Linked DNA regions of Mus musculus: regions 2, 3, 4 and 5 are each linked to region 1. Evidence: chromatin contacts called from public ChIA-PET, HiChIP or PLAC-seq and promoter capture Hi-C data. All regions are on one chromosome and are shown on one strand. The core of a region is the stretch at or near the end of the contact, and the rest is flanking DNA. Distances in the headings are between cores, read along the strand shown. Region 1 overlaps Npc2 (NPC intracellular cholesterol transporter 2). Region 2 holds the start of Batf (basic leucine zipper transcription factor, ATF-like). Region 3 has its middle 26 kb from the start of Batf. Region 4 holds the start of Jdp2 (Jun dimerization protein 2). Region 5 has its middle 7.0 kb from the start of Gm38543.

Region 1 (3,788 bases), core at 354-2,853:
GTCACATTCAATACCTAGCCCTGTCACGTGATGAAGGAAGCTGGTATCTTTCCTTGCTCTCCATCAAGGGAATCAGGCTACTGGGACAGATAACCTTATCTCTCTCCCAGGACCACTGACTTCTGTCATTGAGTTTTAAATACCACAGTCTAGCACAGCAGTGGCAGGTAATCCTTCAGATGCCATGGAAGATTAAAAAGAAGTTCATTTCTCTAGCCCCTACACTGCAAGATAAGCAGAAGGGATGAAAGTATTATTACCACCGCGTGCCTCCCTCTGACTATCAGGCTATGAAAACAATGTACCCCAAGAAATTGGAATTCCCCACTGGAAGAAGGGAAAAGCTGAGCCCTGGTACCAGCAGAAGAAGGAACTTGCCATGTAGGAAGGTCACAGGGTTCTGACAACTTGGAGACAGGCCAGGAGCTGAGCTAAGGATACATTAATACCTTGACCTCTTGCCTTCTATTTAGACCTAAGCCTTGTCAGTGACCCGGAAGAGCTCACTAAGCCTCTGGATTTGTTCCTCTTCCCAGTGTGACCACACTCAGTTTCCTCTCTCAAGCTTTCACTGTCTTTTTAGACACACGGAGGACAAGGCTGCCGGGGCCCAGACCCGTCTCCTCCAGTAACATTACACATTGTAAGGGCATTTTAGAGATCTAGGGTATTAGCTGGGTCTCACTTGTTTCATTTTTAAATAATAACAATGCCTAAATTACATTAGTACACGTAGTCAGTGGGGGAGAGGTCACAGCATATCTACAGAGGCGGGAGGACAAGATTCAGGAGTCAGACTTCCTGTTCAAAGTGTGGATTCTGCGGTTCAACTTCAGGGTGTCAGCCTTGGCGACAGAGCAGGCATCGTCACCTGCCAGGTCATCATCAGGGACTCTTTTTTTTTCTTCTTAAGATTTATTTATCTTATATATGTGAGTACACTGTAGTTGTCTTCAGACACACCAGAAGAGGGCATCAGATCCCATTACAGATGGTTGTGAGCCACCATGTGGTTGCTGGGAATTGAACTCAGGACCTCTATGAAGAGCAGCAGTCAGTGCTCTTAACCGCTGAGCCATCTCTCCAGCCCCTCTCAGGGACTCTTAATTTTAGTTTATTAAAGACATGTTTATTCAGCATCATGATTAGACTATTACTCTGATCAACAACACAGACCAAGAAAACTGTACATTAAAACCCTTCACTTGGGGAGGGAGCAACGGAGAGTAACCCAGGCAGGGAAGAAGGCTTGTTGTTCTTCCAGAGGACCAGGGTTCAGTTCTCAGCATCTACATGGTGGCTTACAACCATCCATAACACTAATTCTAGGGGATCCAACAGCCTCCCCTGACCCTTGTGAGCACCAGACATGCATGTACTAAATATGCACACATGCTGGTAAAAACTATAGAATAAATCTAAAAATCAAAACTAAAAAAACCAACCAAACAAACAAACCCAAAATCCAAAGTTATAATAACAATTATGAAACAGAACAAAACACTCCCCCACCCCCCCAACCCCCGTCACTGGAATGTGTTACACTTTCCACAGAACAGAAACTAAAACAACTTGTTTCGCAATTAGTCACAGAAACAGCTCAGATACACGAGGAGTCTCTAAAACATGTCTTCTTCTCACCACCACTACTGTGTTTTGCTGAGGTCTTAACTTATAACCTGAGGCTTCCCCGTCACTTCCTGGGCTCTCCTCTCCTGCTAAGCTTTACTTCCTGGCTATAACTAGAACCTTCTGCCACAGAGAGCTCCTGCACTGGCAGCTTGGTCTTGTGGTTTAGCTAGGCACCTTTTTACCACCACAGGCTCCAGAGCTTCTGCCTCCAGAGCTACCTCCCATCACAGGCCCAGCATCTGAAGATGAATTACGGTAACTATCAAAATTGCTGCTGTGTCTACTGCCTCCAAAATGGCTTCCGAATCCATTACAGCCATCCCCACTGGCATCACACACAGCACAGCTACCACCGTTTTTAGGTTTTCTCCATACCTAAACCTAACCCTGCCACTGGTACCAAACCAACTTGCTTTTTTGGTCGTGGTGATTCACTTGCAGCGAGAGAAACCCTGACTGAGGCCCTCACTACCCCTGGAGCTGGGCTGGTTCCATTCATCTTTCCAGCCGGCCAGCCTCTGCCACCCACTGCCCTGAATGCACAGGCGCGCAAGTGCCTGTGTGGCCACACCCGGCTTTTTATGTAGGTACTGGGATCTGAACTCAGGTCTTCACATTTATGCAGCAAGTGTTCTTACATACTGAGTCTCTCCCCAGCCTCTAGATTTTTTTCTTAAACAAACAGGGGATAGGGCATATGAGGAAAGAAAGCGGAGTGGGCATTCTTCGAGCTTGGAAGCCAACAGTGCTGAGAACTTCGAGTCCTACACAGTTCACGGGAGAGTAAGCAAAGGAAAAGTTTCCAAGCAGCTGCTCTCTCCAGAGAGAAGCATTTTGCACGTGTCTAGATATCTTCATTTATCTTTATGTGTCTGTGTGTATGCACACATATGTTTTGGTGCCTGTGCAAGGGGGGGGGAGAAGGGACTCGATCCCCTTGAGCTGGAGTTGCAGGTGGTTGTGAGTGGGCATCGGAAATCCAATTGAGGTCCTCTTCAAGGGCAGCAAGCTCTCTCTCAACTGCTGAGCCATCTCTCTGTGGTGCAACACCGGCCCCACACCCCCGTGGGTGTGTGTATGGGGGGCGTGTCTCGAGTGTGACACAATGCACAAGTGGAGATCGGAGAACCACTTGATGGATTCAGTTTTTTCCTTTGACTGTCTGGGTTCTCGGGATTGAACGTAAGTCATCAAGCTTGGGGACAAGTGCCTTTACCCACAGAGCCACTTCACACAGACCCTCTCTCTTGAGATAAGGCAGCAGTTCTCAACCTGTGGGTCTTGACCCCTTTGAGGGGGGTCAAATGACCCTTTCGTAGGGTCACATGTCAGACACCCCACATATCAGATATTTACACCATGACTCATAACAATAGCCAGATTACAGTTAAGAAGTAGAAACAAAAGCAATTTTGTGGCTAGAGGTCACCACAACGTGAGGATCTGCATTAAAGGGTCGGAGCATGAGGAAGGTCGAGAAACCACTGAGATAAGGTCTCTCTATGTAGTTTCATCTAGCCTAGAATTACCTATTATATGAAGCTGCTCTTGGGCTTCCCCCACAGCCTGGCTGGAATGAAGGTTATGAAGGAGTTTTGAGGTTTGTAGAATTAAGTTTCTACTATCATAATGTAAATAACTTCCATTCTATCGTCAGCTGATACCCCTCTAAGAGTCCGATGTGCATTATGGGTCAAGTCAGACAAAACGCCAAGCTGTTCTCTCTAACCTGTGGCCACAGCAGAATCAAGCTGTTTGCTTAGGAGGAGTCTGGCCCTCACTGGTGAGATATATGGAAGCCTGTGGGGCGCAGGGAAGCCTGGAGGGAGTGTATGGAGCGGATGGAACCCCAGGTGAACGTGTATAATTGAAATGGGCACAGCCATACCAAGGACCCAATGCCTTAGACCCACGGGAAACTCAAACCTCCCTGTAGGTAGAGTGTGAATCCTGGCAGTACATGCAAAACTAGAACTGCAGCTCCCCCTCCCAGAAGTTTACAGCTTGAGGCTACCCCGATATAGTGCCCTCCTACATAGACTAGCTAACCTCTCCTATAACTCTAGGTACCACTCTAGCGTGGCTGTCATTCCCACACTGCCACCTCGGTCAGGCTTCCAGGACCAGGCTGCACCTGAAACAGCAGGAGCCCAGAG
Region 2 (3,788 bases), core at 553-3,052, 920 kb after region 1:
CTCCAAGAGCCTTGAGAGACGTCCCGGCTGATCCACGTACCGAACTTATCCCCTACCAGTCCCCTGCCACTCTCAGGACCTCTGATCCGGAGACACTGGGCTCTCTGGTGTTCCACCTCAGGTGTGTGCCTGGACCTTTCTTCACTTAGCCTCTCTGCTCCCCCTCAGGTTCCTGCTCACGTGTGACCCCTTCACCAAGCCCTTCCTGGCCAGCTTACAAAAGTGGCCACTCTTCGAATTCTCCTACCCTGCTCTATTTTTATCTGTGACACTTGACACTCCCTGATGTATTATGTCAGCTCAGTTGTTTTACCTGTCTGCTCTCACCACTAAATACAAATTCTACAAGGATTGACTTTTATTATTATTATTATTATTATTGTTATTGTTATTATTGTTATTATTATTATTTTGATAGGTTTGTCCTTAGAACAATATTGTCGTCAGGCAGAATTGTAATCAGTGGATACAAAAATGCTTTAGGAGCCATAACATATTGTCAGCCCTCAGATTAATCGAGGTGAGCATTTGAGCCACACTGGGAATAGAGTAAGAGCTTTTATTTTAATATGTGTGCGTGTCTTGCCTGCACATATGTATGTGCCCCGTGTCCATTTCCTGGTACCCGAGGAGTCAGGAAGAGGACCCCTGGAACTGGAGTAACAGATGATTGGGCCACTGTCTGGATGTTAGGACTAGATCCCAAGTCCTCTGGACGAGCAGCCAGTGTTCCTAACTGCTGAGCATCTTTCCAGTCCCCAAACTTTAAAAAAAAATAGCCAAAACACTGGGATGAGAATGGGACTGTTCACTAAAGCGACAAGCGTGTTCGTGTCATGGGACACATGCCAAACACCGCCACTCCACAGCATGCTTTACAGAGTGGGGGACATTCCTATTCAAATTGTCATCCCTCATTGCAGTAGCCCTGAAAGGTAGTAGGTGGGGCAGGTTTTAGGTGTGTGTGTGTGGTGGGAGGCTGGGGGGGGGGGGAGTAGGGATAGGGAGTCACTGGATTCTCATCATATCGATCTGACTCCAAGTCCAGAGCCTCTGTCCCTCATTTTGACGTTCTCTCCTTGTTGGGTTATGACGTCACTGACTTCTGAAGACTCAAGGTCAACCTTGAACTCCTGAAGGAGCCCCTCCACAGAAGGTAGGTATCCTTTCTCTAGGGAGAATGAAAGTGTCTTGCTAAGAGGACAGGGGATAGATAATAAACTTCTTTAGCATCGATTCCAGAGACTCCCCGAGACTCTCAGCTAGCCCCAACGTCTTGCTTGGTCATCTGTAAAAGGCAGTGCCCTCCTTTCTTTTTGTCCCCAGCCCACCGAACTGTCCTATAGGTGAAGGAGGAAGGCCGGTCATAAAACAGGATGGGCAGTTGCTTTCGGGTGAAACCCAGAAAGGGTCCTCAGGCTTGTCGCTGACTGTATTTAGATTTAAAAATCAAGGCCTGTGACCTGGAGGCTCTTTCCTGCTGCTCTCTGCCATGTTGACAGCAGAGAACTTGCTAATTCTGGCCGGGGATTTTCCCTGTGTGGCTGTTTTTCTTCTTTATCTTCATCAATTGAAGAGCGCTCGCTCTGCCTTTCAAACTGCCTGCCGGAAGATACTGGGGGTTTGTGTATTTTTTTTTCTTTCACCTAATTCTGTGGTCTTTTCCCAGATGTGTATTTTCTCTCTACCTTCTTTCTAACTTGTTGACGTTTCCGCCCATGTGACTTCCAGCTTGAATTACCAGAAACCACAAGAGAGGGCCTGTGCGCAAGCCCCAAAGCAGCGAGATGTCCCTGTGGGGAGCAGTCCCTCTGCACCCGAGAGAGAGGAGGACGCAGGGGTCTGTCAGAGGTTGCTGTTGGGCAAGCAGGGGAGGTACCTGTGGAAGGTGGTGTGCTGGTGGCCCCCTAGCAGTCAAGAAGGGGAGCCAGCTAGTGAGAAGATCGCCCAGAGGCATCTGGGACGGTGTGGGAGAGCCCGGAAGATTAGAACCATGCCTCACAGCTCCGACAGCAGTGACTCCAGCTTCAGCCGCTCTCCTCCCCCTGGCAAACAGGTACCCCCTTCGTCCCCCTCCCCCACGCCCCGCATGCCTTGCCTTCTGATTTTCCTGGGGTGGTAGAAGAGGGGTAGGCTCCCTTGTCCTGCCCAGGGAGCTCTGTCTGGGGAAGGAAGTAGCTCGTGGCAGGAACTCTCTAGCAGACTCTGGACCGTGTGGTGTTTGCTATACAGAGGTCCAAGGGCTGAAGCTTCGCATCCCGCCACAAAAGCCTCTCTTTCCAAGAGGTACCCCTCGTCTCTGCCACTTAGGTTCCCACCGTGAAACTTTCTAGGAAGCTGGGGGCAGGGTGAATATCACAGAGCTTAGAAGTATGGTCAACCATAAGCAGAGGAATGTTCCAGTAGATCGCTGCTTCGGGCTCCACCCAAATCCTAGAGTTGTAGCTTTCCAGGAAAAAACCAAGCAAGTGGCAAGACAGAACCGAGGTCAGGGAAGAGAAATATAGCAAATCAAAGCAAGGTAGACAGGAGGAGAAGAGTGGCAAGATCTGCCTGCGGATTGCCTCGGTAACTCCAGCAGTCCGTGGGAAGGGAGGCTAAAGCTACAACCTGTATCTTTCCCCCCCACCCCCCATGTGGCTTCCAGATAGAAGAAAGAAGGCCATGGTCCAGGAGGCGTGTCAGAGACTTTCACTAGTAGCTAATATCATCCCTGAAAAACCAGGGATGGAGGGAAAGATTCTGAGACTCTTAGACTCTTGACTGATACCAAGCCGAAATGTCTCAGACTGAAAGATGCCTCCGATGGGATGCCTTTCTCACCTTGTGGTTTCTGGGTCTCTCTACCACGTTCCTGATGCCCCTTGTTCTAGACATTTCTCCTCCTCATCCAACATAGACCCACGGATTAAACTTTTTTACATCTCATCTTAAAAACTATATTCTTTCCTTAGCACACATATTGGGAGGGGCTCAGAGGTAGAGTGTTTGGCTCACACACATCCAGGGGGCTGCAAAACGCTACAAACAAAATAAACGTAAACTACCTGACCACCGGCTCCCACATCTGTCACAAGCCCTCACCAAAAGCCATACTGGTGAAGACCTCAAGAGGGAGATAGTCCCTCGCTCACGATGGTATCAGAGCAACTCAGACTGCCTGGAAGATGGTACCCCAGTCTCTTCTTAAGAAGGAAATTACTCACAGCTTCCATGGCAACCTAGTCCCTTAGCACATTAAAGGAAGAATATATCCTTGCCCTCTCTAACCCAATGTCCGTTTGCTAGAATGACCTGGAAAGTTTGAGTAAAGAGGGAAGGGAATCAGAACCTGACCCAAGGGTCTTTGCCCCTCAGGCCAGTGGAGGTAGGTGACAGGGTGGGGGTTGCAGAAGGGCTTCTCTTCCCTGATCTTCTATAGGAGATACTTAGAAAGCACTCAAAGAGCACTGTGTCCTCCAAAGCACCCGTCAGTGGCTCACTAAAGCAGGCGACCTGCACTTCATAAAATGATTTGGTGGTGGTGGTGGTGGGGTTACCTCATCTGTAGCAGGCATCATGTTCAGGACTAGGAAGGTCTCAAGATGTCTGCACAATGATGGACCGAATAAAACAGATCTGGGCGGCGCCCTCTGCCTAGGGGTGCAGCACAATGAAATTAATAGTCAAGGGGGAATTCTCAGAAAGGATTGAGCATCAGTGCCAGAAAGATGTCATACCCCTGGATGTCCATGAGCTCAGGGATCAGGGTGGAGAGCCTCAGCTTCGTACTGTGTAAAATAGAAAAG
Region 3 (3,788 bases), core at 730-3,229, 900 kb after region 1:
TACTTGAGCAGGAAAGGTTGAATGAAGTCAGGTTGTCGGGGAAGGAAGGGTGACTGCGTACAACAGTTGTGACAGCTTGGGCTCCTGCCTGCTGCCAGCCACCTGGGGGAGCCTGACTTTGAGGATCACTCCTCTGCTGCTGTCTGGGGTCCCTTGGCTGCCTCTTCCCCTCTGCCTTGTCTCCCCCACCTGCACCCCATCACCCTAACTTGGCTAGGTTGTAGGTTGGGGATCTCCATCTTTATGTGATTGCAAGCCATCTAAGAGGGCAGAGATGACAAGCCATGCAGTTATCCTTTGGGCATGGATAGGGTGGAGAGGCAGACCGGGAAGCTTGCCCAGTTGCCATGGAGACAATGATAAGCCCCCAAAGAGAAGATAGTGACATGTGTTCTAGCTTACAAAGCACTTCCTTCAATGTTCTTTGTTCCTTAACTCTTTATTCAAGGCAAAGCTGCTGATGTCATTGCATCACAGACTGGGGCAATAGTTCACGTGGTAGAGGGCATCTTGCATGAAGCTGTGGGTTTGGTTTGCCAGCATTGCATAAATTGGACATGGTGGAGCATGCCTGTGGTTCCAGCACTTTTGTAAAACACAGGGTTGTTTTTTTGTTTTGTTTTGTTTTGTTTTTTCGAGGCAGGGTTTCTCTGTATAGCCCTGGCTGTCCTGGAACTCACTTTGTAGACCAGGCTGGCCTCGAACTCAGAAATCCGCCTGCCTCTGCCTTTTCCTAGCTCTGTTCACTGAAGGAATTTAAGGATATCCTCAGCTACATTGTGAGTTCCAAGACAGCTTGGGTTTCATAGGACCATGCCACAAAACAAAACAATATATTATGTGTCATGGGACTGTGGTAGTTCCTGGTGATCTTCCCATCTGTGGCCCTAAAGGCTATCATCTTTCTTGGCTTCCTTCCTCTTGCTCCCACTGAACTGCATAGTTGATATTTCCTAATTAACTTCTCTGTATCTTTACTTTGACTCCATTTAGACCAGTTCATGTCATTGTCAGGTAGTCACCAGAGAGGACTGCTCCAACACAAATTTAAGTCAATAGAAAGTCTTTATTAGGCTTTTTGGACAGGGATATCGAGAGGCAAGATGTAGCTACTAGTATCCCCCAATTTATATGGTAAATCCACCCGGATTTGCCACCAGAAGATTTAGATTGAATATGGCTTACAAGATTAGGATTCTAGTTGTTGTGCCTAGCGATTAAGTCACCATTGTTTCTGGGGAAAAAAAAAGAAAAAGAAAAAAGAAAGAAAGAAAGTCTTTATTAGCCAGCCAGTGACAACACTGGGTTTTCGGGATCCCAGTGTAGCCCTGAGCCTTTCTTGGGATGGGCTTTTAAAGCACAAACCCCATGTTTTGGGTTGACATACTTCAGCTAACAAGAGCAGTTCGCCAGAAGTGGAACTACAGAAACTAAAAAGTAAGGTTAGTTACATTCTGAGACTTTCCCAGAGCCGTGGACTTTGATGGGTTAGGCCTTTGTTTTAGTTTTGGCAGGTGATGGTGTGTTCACAATGAGTTTTACAGCCTGAATGGCATTTCCATCATGGAGTCAGTCATGCTAAGGTCTGGTGCCCTGCTACCAGAGAACAGAAAGTCAGGATGTAAGGGCCTGAAATCCAGACAGGCCTCCTTCTGAATCATGTGACAATAAATTCTGTTGGGGCCATGGCACACACCCCCCCCCTCTCCGTGTGAATAAGGCAGCCTGGCTCCTGGATGCAGGTGGTGGGGCCTCTTCACCTGGTACCGGCTCGCTTGTCATTCAAGGTTCCCTTCAGGCGTGGCTGAACTTTCAGTGGGTTTTTGGCTTGAAGCTCACCCAACAGCGAGCCGCTGACTAGAGGAACTTAGCCTTTGCTTGGGGGGTTGGGGGGGGAGGTAAGCAAAGAAGTGGTTTGGAGAGCGAAAGGCTCAGTTTGCCTCTGCCTGGTAGCCCATGTGAAAGGCGCTTGCTTCTGTTTGAGGTGCAGGGTGTCTCCGGATGGGACCAGGAAGTGGTAACTCCTTCAACCTGGCCGCCCGTTCACACCTTCAGTGACTCATTTTGATGAAACTCAACGGAACTCCAAACACCTGCACACACCGTGGAGTATTTTCAGATAGAAAGCTTCCCAGCTCCCTTCTGTACAGACCCCAGGAAACAGACCCACCAGAGGCACCAACAGCCCGAGAGAACACTGTTCCTGACTGCGCACACCTCCTTGCTCCCGTTTCTGCGCTCCTGGATACAGTAAGCACTGGCCTTGAGGGGTCCAAGGCGAGCAAGTAAAACACGCTGGGGTGACTGTTTTATGCACACCCATCAGAGGCACAAAACATATACATACATGGGGATGCATGTGTTGTGTTTTTATAAGCAGATCACTAATTTGCATATTGTGACTGATGTCAGTTTTATAAAATAAAAATTCGAGTTATGTGTGTATCTAAATTTATGTCTCCCTAGATGATAGAATTATAATAGTTTAATTGTTTTGTTTTGTTTTGTTTTTCGAGACAGGGTTTCTCTGTGTAGCCCTAGCTGTCCTGGAACTCACTTTGTAGACCAGGCTGGCCTCAAACTCAGAAATCCACCTGCCTCTGCCTCCCTAGTGCTGGGATTAAAGGCATGCGCCACCACACCCGGCTCATTTCTTTCTTTTATTTTGTAAAGAGTACACTGTAGATATACAGATGGTTGTGAACCTTGTTGGGAATTGAATTTTAGGACCTTTGCTCACTCTGGTCAGCCCTGCTCGCTCTGGCCCAAAGATTTATTTAATATTATACATAAGTACACTGTAGCTGTCTTCAGCCATGCCAGAAGAGGGAGTCATATCTCATTACGGGTGGTTGTGAGCTACCATGTGGTTGCTGGGATTTGAACTCAGGGCCTTCAGAAGAGCAGTCTGCTCTTACCCGCTGAACCATCTCACCAGCCCCCTTCCATTCTTCCTTTCTTCCTTCCTTTTTTTTCCACATTGTTTTCAGACTGCACCTTGTTTAGTAGTCTAGGCTGGCTTCCAATTCCCCAATGATTGAGCTATGGGTATACTCTCTTCACCTACTTTGATTTTTTGTTTGTTTATTTGTTTTTTTGTTTTTTTGAGACAGGGTTTCTCTGTATAGCCCTGGCTGTTCTGGAACTCACTTTGTAGACCAGGCTGGCCTTGAACTCAGAAATCTGCCTGCCTCTGCCTTCAAAGTGCTGGGATCAAAGGCGTGCGTCACCAACGCCCAGCTGATTCACTTATTTCTTATTACAAAACTTTCTGTCTCTTTCCGCCATTTTGGCGCCTATGGAGGCCTGCTGGGAACAGGACTTCTAAAAGCAAGTGTGTCTGGAAGGCTGTGGTGCAAGGCCATTTTTGCTGGCTACAAGCCAGGTCTCCGGAACCAAAGAGAGCACACAGCTCTTCTTAAAATTGAAGGTGTTTATGCCCGAGATGAAACGGAGTTCTACTTAGGCAAGAGATGTGCTTATGTGTATAAAGCAAAGCAAAGCAAAGCAAAGCAAAAACAAAACAAAACAAAACAAAACAAAAAAAACAAAAAACAAAAAAAAACCCAAAAAAACAAACAAACAAACAAAAAACAATACAGTGACCCCTGGAGGCAAACCAAACAAACCCAGAGTGATCTGGGAAAAGTAACTCGGGCCCACGGAAACGGTGGTATGGTTCGTGTCGAATTCCGAAGCAACCTTCCTGCAAAGGCCATTGGACACAGAATCCGTGTGATGCTGTACCCATCCCGGATTTAAACTAATGGAGAGTAAATAAATAAAAG
Region 4 (3,788 bases), core at 910-3,409, 840 kb after region 1:
TTATTTAGTTGCAAGAGACAAGACACCTAATTCAGACTGCCTTAGCCTAGACCACTGTTTCCCTAAAAGCCTAAGGTAGATCAGTTGCATCAGGAGATTGCATGTTCGCCCAAAGGAGCCAGTTGTGGCCTTCCCTCCAGCCTTGCCCAGAAACAATGACTACACAGAGAGGTCTGGTAGGAAACGGTGTGGCTAGGAGGGAGGTCTGAGCTGTATTTGTATAGTATCCAATATAAAACTGGGTAACAACTATATCAAAATGGGGGAGCCTAATAGATATTGGGGAGATGAAAGGGAATAAAGACCCCTTAGTGCCCCCACGCCAATGCCTTTCCTGTAGCATATTTATTTTGTGGAGGAAGTAGTGACCCAGAAGGACACCTGTCACCTAGCCATGATCCAAAGTAGGCCTTGGAGAAGAGCAGCTTTAAGGACACATTTTCAATTATTAGGCCCTGCACAGAGATGAGTTTAGCGTTTTCAAAGTCCCACCAGAGGACACACAGAGGTTTAATGCTCCACCTGTTCCCTGTTTTCTTTCCCATAAACATCAGATCCTCATCTTAGGGGAGAAGCATCATGTGAGCCAGTTCCCCAGTCTCCAGCTTTGATCTCTGTGTGTTGTAAAGGTGCTGCTGGCTTTTCTGGGATGGAGAATCATGTCCTACAGGAGTGATTCACATTACCACGGAGTTTGTGGCGTGTGTTCCTTTGGAGTCTTTCTTTTTTTTCCTTTCATCAGTGTTGTGAGGGAAGTGGGCTGATGGTGGCGGGGAAGATGGACAGTGATGTCATTAGGGCTTGGTCTGTTTCTTTCCATTCACCTGTTCCCCCCTGCAGGAAGACTTACGGGTAAAATGGAGACCGATTCCTCCCTGCAGGCAGGCACGCACGTGGAGACCTGCTTGTCCGGCTTGGCGCGTGGACTTCCTTCCCTCCCTGTTGGTCTTTCGATCTCAGCATTTGTACTCTATGAAGACTTGAACTTTTTCTTTCACTTCCTTTCTTCTATGGGTGATGACCTGCTGTCTCTCTGAGAAGGAGGCCGAAGGTCACTGAGTGTCAACATTGCCACTCCTTTCTGATTTAAGAGGAAAGAGGGCGGGGGTCTGCCCCCCCCCCCAAGGGTATGGAGACCTGTGTGTGTCTATGTGTGTGTGCAAATAGTTCTCAGATGCCACACGCATTTCTGCCTGAGACAATCCGCCTTTGAGGGACTGTCATATTTTATCTAGAGTGTTCTTTACTATCTACTTCTGTAGCAGGGTGGGAAGAGAGCACGGAAGCTGGCCCTGGAGTCCTTGAGGAAGAAGGCCTTTGGAGGTTTGGCAGAAGTCAGGTAGGCTCACTGCTGCGTCCTGTCAAAGGGAGGCAAAAGCCTGCTGGAGTTGGGCAAAGAGCCCTGGCTCAAACTGGGCCAGCCACTGACAACAACGGTGGCCTCAGGGTGCAGTTCCACTTCAGGAGCTCGTTCATTCACCGCATGGCTTCAGGACGTCAGGACGCTTTGGTGGACAGTGGGTAGGGATTAAGGCTTCCAAACGCCTTAAACCCCCGCCCATGCTCCTCCGCGGAAAAACAAAACAAGCTTGCGAGATCCTGCAGCGTCCGAAGACACCACTGCGCGGAACCCTCGCTCTGGATTTGGGGGAGAGCGCACCGGACGGAGGAGGATGGTTCGGCGTGGGCTGAGCTGGAAGGGGTTCTCTGCTCATCCGGCCGCCGCCTTCGCGTCGCTGCCTCCCGGGCTGTGTAGCATTTTGGGGGTGGCGGCCGCAAGGCCGAGCAGGGGATGCGCTTACATAACCGCTCGCCGTGTCCTGCTGCCTCGCGCTCTCGGGAGCCGCGGGCGGGGCGCGCCGCCGGACCGCAATGCTGCCGGGACCAGCGCGGCGGGGCCCGGGCCGGCCCCGCAGGCGGAGGAGCGCGAGCATCGGCGGGAGGAGGGCGCCGGCGGCGGGGGAGGTGAAGGTCAGTGGGTGTGAAGCGGGCGATCCACACCCCCTCCTCCCCGTCCCCTCCTTCTCTTCCTCTCCGTCCCCCTCTGACGTGTGGAGCTGGCAGCTCGGCCGGTTCCGCATTCCCGACCCCTCCCCGCCACTCAGGGCCCGCTATATAGCCGGGGCTGATGCAACCCGTCCCGCCGCCCGCCACAGCCTGCGGGAGGGACACTCGGCGGCCGCGACGGGGGGCGCTGGCGGCAGCGGACGCTGCAGCGGCGGCGGCGGGGCTGGCGCCGCGGCGGCTCCCGGGCCGGGACGGGCCTGGGCAGCGGGCGGCAGCAGCGCGGAGTGGGCACCGCGCCTGCAGCAGGGTTCTGGGCCCGGGGCCGCCGCCTCCGCCAGCGGCTTCTGCACGGTGGGTTCACGGAGGGGGGAGGCGGGGCTGCGGGCACCTGGGGTGGCCTCCCCCGGAGTAGCTACCGCTGGGGCTCCCGCCACCCCAGGGCCGGAATACTCTATCGGATGGCTGCAGCCGCTGCCCACCGGTGGTTCCCCGGCTGGGCAGGACAGTCCTGTCTGTGGCCGGGACAGCGGGGCGCTCCCTCCTTGCTTTCCTTCCCCAGTGCTCTTGCTGGGAGGCTGTGCACAGACGGAGGAGAGGGCGGGGTGAGCGGGAGAAAACTGTGCCGGGGACTGCGGGGGACTCAAGGGGGCATGCACGCCCCAGACCTGCTGACAGGTCGCGCCTCAGCCTCTTCCGTAGCTCTCTTTGCAAGACCTGGAGGGGAGGGTATTGAGAAAGGCATCTAACCAACAGGGCTTCCTTCGCTTAAGAGCATTGCTGCGGCGGGCTCTGGCTGGGTTAGGAGGGAACCACGGGGCAGTCCCCAGTTCCCTTGGGATCCCGTCAGGCACATCAGGTTATATAAGAAGGTAAGCAGGCTTCTTTAGGTAACCTGCCCAGTTTAGAAGGCACTCTTCCTCCCCTCTTATCCAAGAAGGCTAGGCTTCCTGGACCCTTGGAGCGGCAGAAACAGGCTTTGCCTGGGTATCTGGAGGAGCTGGCAGGCCTGGGATGCCTTGACTCATTTGCAGAAATGGATGGGCCATTTGGGGATAGAGGTGGAGAGGCGGGTGCAAGAGGGGAATCAATCGACTATTTGAGTCAGCTCCCCCTAGAAGATTGTCCAGCCCTTATGTGTTGGAGTGGCACCTTCCAGGGGACTGTGGCACAGGTCTGTGTATTGTTAAATCTTGGGCCACTCTACCCAGGATCTTAATTCAGGCAGCATGGGAAACAGGCTCTGTACCACAGCTGGGTACCTGCCTGTCCCAAAGGCTGTTAGCAACTGTCTTCCTCGTCCCTCGACCTCACCCCCAAGTCTCCCCCACCCTCCAGGGTTTAAAAATCACCCCCTCTTGCTTTCCCTGCTTTTCAGCAAATCTGGCTGGCTTCAGCTTGGATGGCGGGCTTATCTTCCCGTGCAGGTTTCTAGGGAAGAGTTTAACCGGGGATCAGGTGTGAGCAGGGTTCTTTACAGAAACCTGAGGTCCGGGGATAGAAACAACTATTCTCCTGCCTCTAAGGCGCCAGAGGTTTCACTTTGCCTAAAGTAGTAGGGAGGATGGATTTCTCAAAGACTCCTCTGTTTCCCTTCCACGTTGGCTTCAGTTCAGAGGAGCTCTAGAATCTTCCTGAAGAGCTGGGTGCTGGGTGGTTTGAAAGGTTGCAGGAAGGACTGGGGGGAGATGGCCTCTGAACCTTTTGTCAATAAATTGGTTACAGTAATCTCCAAGGAGACAGGTCTATCATGGTGACGGTGTCACTTAGGAAAAGCTTCGGTA
Region 5 (3,788 bases), core at 445-2,944, 680 kb after region 1:
GAACTGAATTGTCCAGGCCTGGCTGCTTCAAGGAGATCCAGGGCCTGTCCTTCTCTCTCAGCAAATCTCCTTGGCAAGCTGGAGTAACTCTCAGCCTCCTCCTGTTAGGTGACCCATGGCAACTCTAAGGCTCCATGCTCCAGGTTCTAGGCTAGTGTAAGAACATCACTGCCTCCTCTATTCTAGGCTAGGGTAAGAACCTCTTCTCTCCACGCAAGGTATCAGTAGGACTCACCACGGTCATGTGCCCATATCTGAACCAATCACTATGGTTGGAAAATTGAGCAAGGATCTGATTGGTCATACCTTTGTTGTATATCTACTGGGGAGGCAGGCCATATAGTCACCTTGATGTACTGCAGAGACTAAGACAAAAGTGGGTGATTGCCTGAAAGATAACTGGAGTCCAGTTGCAGAAGAAGCAGGAATGAGTGTTAGATGACAAAGCAAGAGGTCTAATACAGCCAAACATGGTGACAAATACCCATAATCCCAGCACCCAAGAGGGTGAAGAATTCAAGGTCAACCTGGGCTACATAGCATGACTGTTATATCAACATAACCAAATGAGTCCCTGGAGAGATGGCTTGGTGGTTAAGAGCGTTTGTCCTTCTTGCAGAAGACCCAGTTTCAATATCCATCACCCACATCACATGGAGATTCACACTGATCTGTAGCTCTACCTCCAGGAGATTCAAAGTCTTTTTCTGACAACTGTAGGCATGAAGCACACATGTGGGGTGTATGTGTGTACATGTGTGTGGGTGTGTATGTACATGCAGGCTAAACGCTCATACACATAAAATAAAAGAATCTAGAAAAATGTAAGGAACCGAACAAGGGCCAGCAACATGGCTCACTGTCACCAAGCCTGACATCCAGAGTTTATTCCTAGGACTTACATAGTGTAAGGAAAGAACCAATTATTGTTGTCCTCTGACCTTCACATGCATACACACACATACACACACACAATAGATAGATAGATAGATAGATAGATAGATAGATAGATAGATAGATCAAATTTAAACAACAACAACAAAGAAAATGCCATAGTTTTCATTATGCTCAGGCTAGGAAAATACATAGTTGTCTTTAGGGTAGCAGACCAATCACTTAGAATCAGAGGAACCACATTGGATAAGCCAAAACCAAGGATGGAGTATACAGACTTGGGGTGTCAAAGGCTTCCATCTCTGTCCTGGGGAATAGCAGCTTTGTGTCTGCCTTTCCCTCACACGTGATAAAAGCCTGAAATTGCAAACACCCCTTGACTTCAGGCAGATAGCACAAAGGAATAGATCCCTGCATTAGCCCCGCCCCGCCCCCACATCGCTGCTGGGCAGCTGCTTTTCCCCCCACAAGGCCCATGCGTGAATCCGGACTCCAAGTCTTTGCATGAACGTGCTTACAGCCTCTGTTTTTAAACGCCGAGGGATTTAAAAACATGCTACATGGGCCAAAACAAACACACATATTAACAGGTCAGAATCTGCCATGTCCCCTCTTCCCTCCAGTAGGTGACATCTGAAAGAACTGTGTTGATACTTCTCTTTTTATAGCATATCAAATCAGTGCTCCAGTCCGCAATGGCCCAGTGATAGCCCTCCTGCCCAAAGTTCAGCCCTTTCATCTCCACTATCTAACTCAAATCTGAAAAACACCAAGTGGGCGACGAAAGGCAAGGAACATCACGGTGACAACTGTACTTTCATTTCCTGGCGGGGGTGTGGTTACATTCACAACTTCTGTGTGACTCTAACAGTTGGAGGGTTTTTACATTCAATTTCCTGTTTCCTTTTCTTAATAAAGAAAGGAAAAGCGGGGCCCCTGCAGCAACTGTTCTTAGGGTTCCAAAGGGAGACACCATGGGGGTTCCAAGTTGGCCACAAGCAAGTACAAAACAAAACCTAAACCCCAGCAAATAGCAGTAGGAGGAAGGGTGGAGGCGGGGCGGGGGAGGGGGGCCGTCGATGTTTTCATCCGCTCAGGCAGCAATTTTCCACCTCACTACGCCCATCAGACTTGTGGCCATCTCCTCTCCGTTTCTGAGATGCTGGGATCATTTCCCACGAAGGTTTACAATGTACTGATGGGGACAGTGGTAGTTGCGGTACCTATCCCATTTCAGGGACTGTTGTGAGTTCTAGCACAACCTCTCTAAGAAGCACTTCTGCTGTATGCATGAGGGAACAGAGGCATCTTGGAGGTGCTGTTATAATTTGCCCAACTGTCCTACTTAGCTTTAACTGTCAGCTTGACCCAGCTAGAGTCATCAGACAGGAGAACCTCAATCATCGAAGAATTGGCTAAATCAGATTGGCTAAATCTGGGGCTGTCTGGGCGGTGGAGGGGGGGGGGGGGGAAAGGAGACCTCTCTTGATTGTTGATTGATTTCCAGAGGATCCAGCTCACTGTGAACAATGCCACTTCCTGTCCATGTATGTGTTCCTGGGCTGTAAAATGAAGCTGTCAGGTATGATTCAACAGGCAAGCCACATTTCTCTTTGGATCTTGCCTCCAGGTTCCCGACTGGAGTTGCCTCAGTGATGGCCTGGAAGTGTTCAATGAAAGAAACCTTTTCTTCAACAAGATGCTTGCTGTCAGAGTGCGCTGTCACAGCAATGAAAGAGACTAGAGCACCAAACTCTCAAATGACCGAGGTGGTGGCTCATTCTTCCATTCATTAAATTCTCATGGATCACCTATTTATCGAGAAGGCATTTCCAAAAGGGTTCCAAGACAGGGTACCTGGGCTAAGAATGAGTCCTGCTTGCCGAAAACAGCCTGTGTAGAGTACATGTTTGGCATATATCTCTTGAAGTTGTTTATATAAATTCTTATGTGCATCTGTCATGTGCATGTATATGCATCTGACTATTCATATATGCATATATATTCATATATGCGTATGAGCACTACAATCATGGAGTGATCTTAGAGGCTGAAGGAGGGCATAAGATCCACTGGAGCTGGAATTACAGCAAGGTGTGAGCTGCTCTATATAAGTTCTGGGAATTGAACTTGAGTCCTCCGCAAGAACAGCAAACCCTAACCCTGACTTTAACTCTAACCCTAACCTTACACCTATGCCTAACCCTTACCCTAATCCTAACCCTAACTCTTGCCCTAATCCTAGCCCTAACCCTAAAGCAAGTGCTCTTGACTGCTGAGCCTTCTCTCCTGCCCTAATCAGACTTTTAATTAGCACCTACTGTGTGCCTGATTCTAGGCTGAGGCTAGAGGGACACAAAGAGGAATGCAGAGTAGCCTTGACTCCTAAGGCTTGTTGCTTAGTTAGAAGGCAGTCTATACAGTCAGTAAAGCCCACAGTACAAGATGCTGACCAATAAGAACCAAGGTCAGTGGTCCAGACAAAATCCAGAGTGGTTTTTCCAGACATAGTGCCACAAGACTTTAGTTCCAGAACTTAGGAGGTGGAGCAAGAGAGTCAGGAATTCAAGGACACTGTTAGCTACTTGGTAAGTTTGAGATCAGCCTGGGGGCACTTGAGACCATGCTTCAAAAAAATAATCTCTTTTTTCATAAGGATGTTGGACTGACTATTCTAGATTGGAGCACCAAAACAGTGAAATTGTGTGTGTGTGTGTGTGTGTGTGTGTGTGTGTGTGTGTGTATTGTCATGCCCATACCCACATGTGTGCAACAGATGGGAAGAGCACAAATAATATCGGAGGTAGGGATGTAGCAGGAAGGGGGCAAATCAGAGCTCAAAGAGGGTGTAGAAAGAAGAAAGTGTGTGGTATATATGGTACTGCATAATTTGG

What was found. Promoter capture Hi-C pulls out the DNA fragments that hold promoters and counts their contacts. ChIA-PET counts read pairs in DNA pulled down with a chosen protein or histone mark. HiChIP or PLAC-seq counts read pairs in DNA pulled down with a chosen protein or histone mark.
Region 2: a contact with region 1 is called in a promoter capture Hi-C map of liver, with 4 times the contacts expected there. The contact joins the promoter of Batf here to the enhancer-like site in region 1. A contact is called at or near these places in 4 of 39 promoter capture datasets (the HPC-7 cell line, hippocampal neurons and liver) and 2 of 115 datasets of contacts at active chromatin or transcription factors (bone marrow-derived dendritic cells and memory CD8 T cells).
Region 3: a contact with region 1 is called in an RNA polymerase II ChIA-PET map of memory CD8 T cells, with 6 read pairs. The contact joins two enhancer-like sites. A contact is called at or near these places in 4 of 115 datasets of contacts at active chromatin or transcription factors (T-cell acute lymphoblastic leukemia, bone marrow-derived dendritic cells, embryonic hindbrain and 1 more).
Region 4: a contact with region 1 is called in an H3K4me3 HiChIP or PLAC-seq map of bone marrow-derived macrophages, with 4 times the contacts expected there. The contact joins the promoter of Jdp2 here to the enhancer-like site in region 1. A contact is called at or near these places in 2 of 39 promoter capture datasets (liver and pre-B cells) and 3 of 115 datasets of contacts at active chromatin or transcription factors (bone marrow-derived dendritic cells, bone marrow-derived macrophages and microglia).
Region 5: a contact with region 1 is called in an RNA polymerase II ChIA-PET map of memory CD8 T cells, with 11 read pairs. The contact joins two enhancer-like sites. A contact is called at or near these places in 5 of 115 datasets of contacts at active chromatin or transcription factors (CD8 T cells, bone marrow-derived dendritic cells, embryonic stem cells and 2 more).

Annotation. Positions count from the first base shown.
Region 1 is chr12:84,761,033-84,764,820 of GRCm38.p6, forward strand. The region is part of intron 2 of Npc2 (NPC intracellular cholesterol transporter 2); the gene reads right to left. Among named protein-coding and RNA genes, the nearest start is that of Npc2, 10 kb to the right of the region's middle. Within about 2 kb of position 1,604, at least 120 of the 459 cell types and tissues checked have an H3K27ac peak or open chromatin away from gene starts, as enhancers often do. A contact at or near this core is called in CD8 T cells, T-cell acute lymphoblastic leukemia, bone marrow-derived dendritic cells and 4 more, where this site is marked.
Region 2 is chr12:85,684,918-85,688,705 of GRCm38.p6, forward strand. Batf (basic leucine zipper transcription factor, ATF-like) reads left to right here and starts at 1,803. Exons shown (of 3, transcript NM_016767.2): 1 at 1,803-2,056. The coding sequence starts at 1,994.
Region 3 is chr12:85,659,107-85,662,894 of GRCm38.p6, forward strand. It overlaps the pseudogene Gm33312. Among named protein-coding and RNA genes, the nearest start is that of Batf, 26 kb to the right of the region's middle. Within about 2 kb of position 1,980, at least 40 of the 459 cell types and tissues checked have an H3K27ac peak or open chromatin away from gene starts, as enhancers often do. A contact at or near this core is called in T-cell acute lymphoblastic leukemia and memory CD8 T cells, where this site is marked.
Region 4 is chr12:85,597,257-85,601,044 of GRCm38.p6, forward strand. It overlaps Jdp2 (Jun dimerization protein 2), which reads left to right and starts at 2,160. Exons shown (of 4, transcript NM_030887.2): 1 at 2,160-2,358.
Region 5 is chr12:85,443,112-85,446,899 of GRCm38.p6, forward strand. No RefSeq gene overlaps it. Among named protein-coding and RNA genes, the nearest start is that of Gm38543, 7.0 kb to the right of the region's middle. Within about 2 kb of position 1,695, at least 75 of the 459 cell types and tissues checked have an H3K27ac peak or open chromatin away from gene starts, as enhancers often do. A contact at or near this core is called in CD8 T cells and memory CD8 T cells, where this site is marked.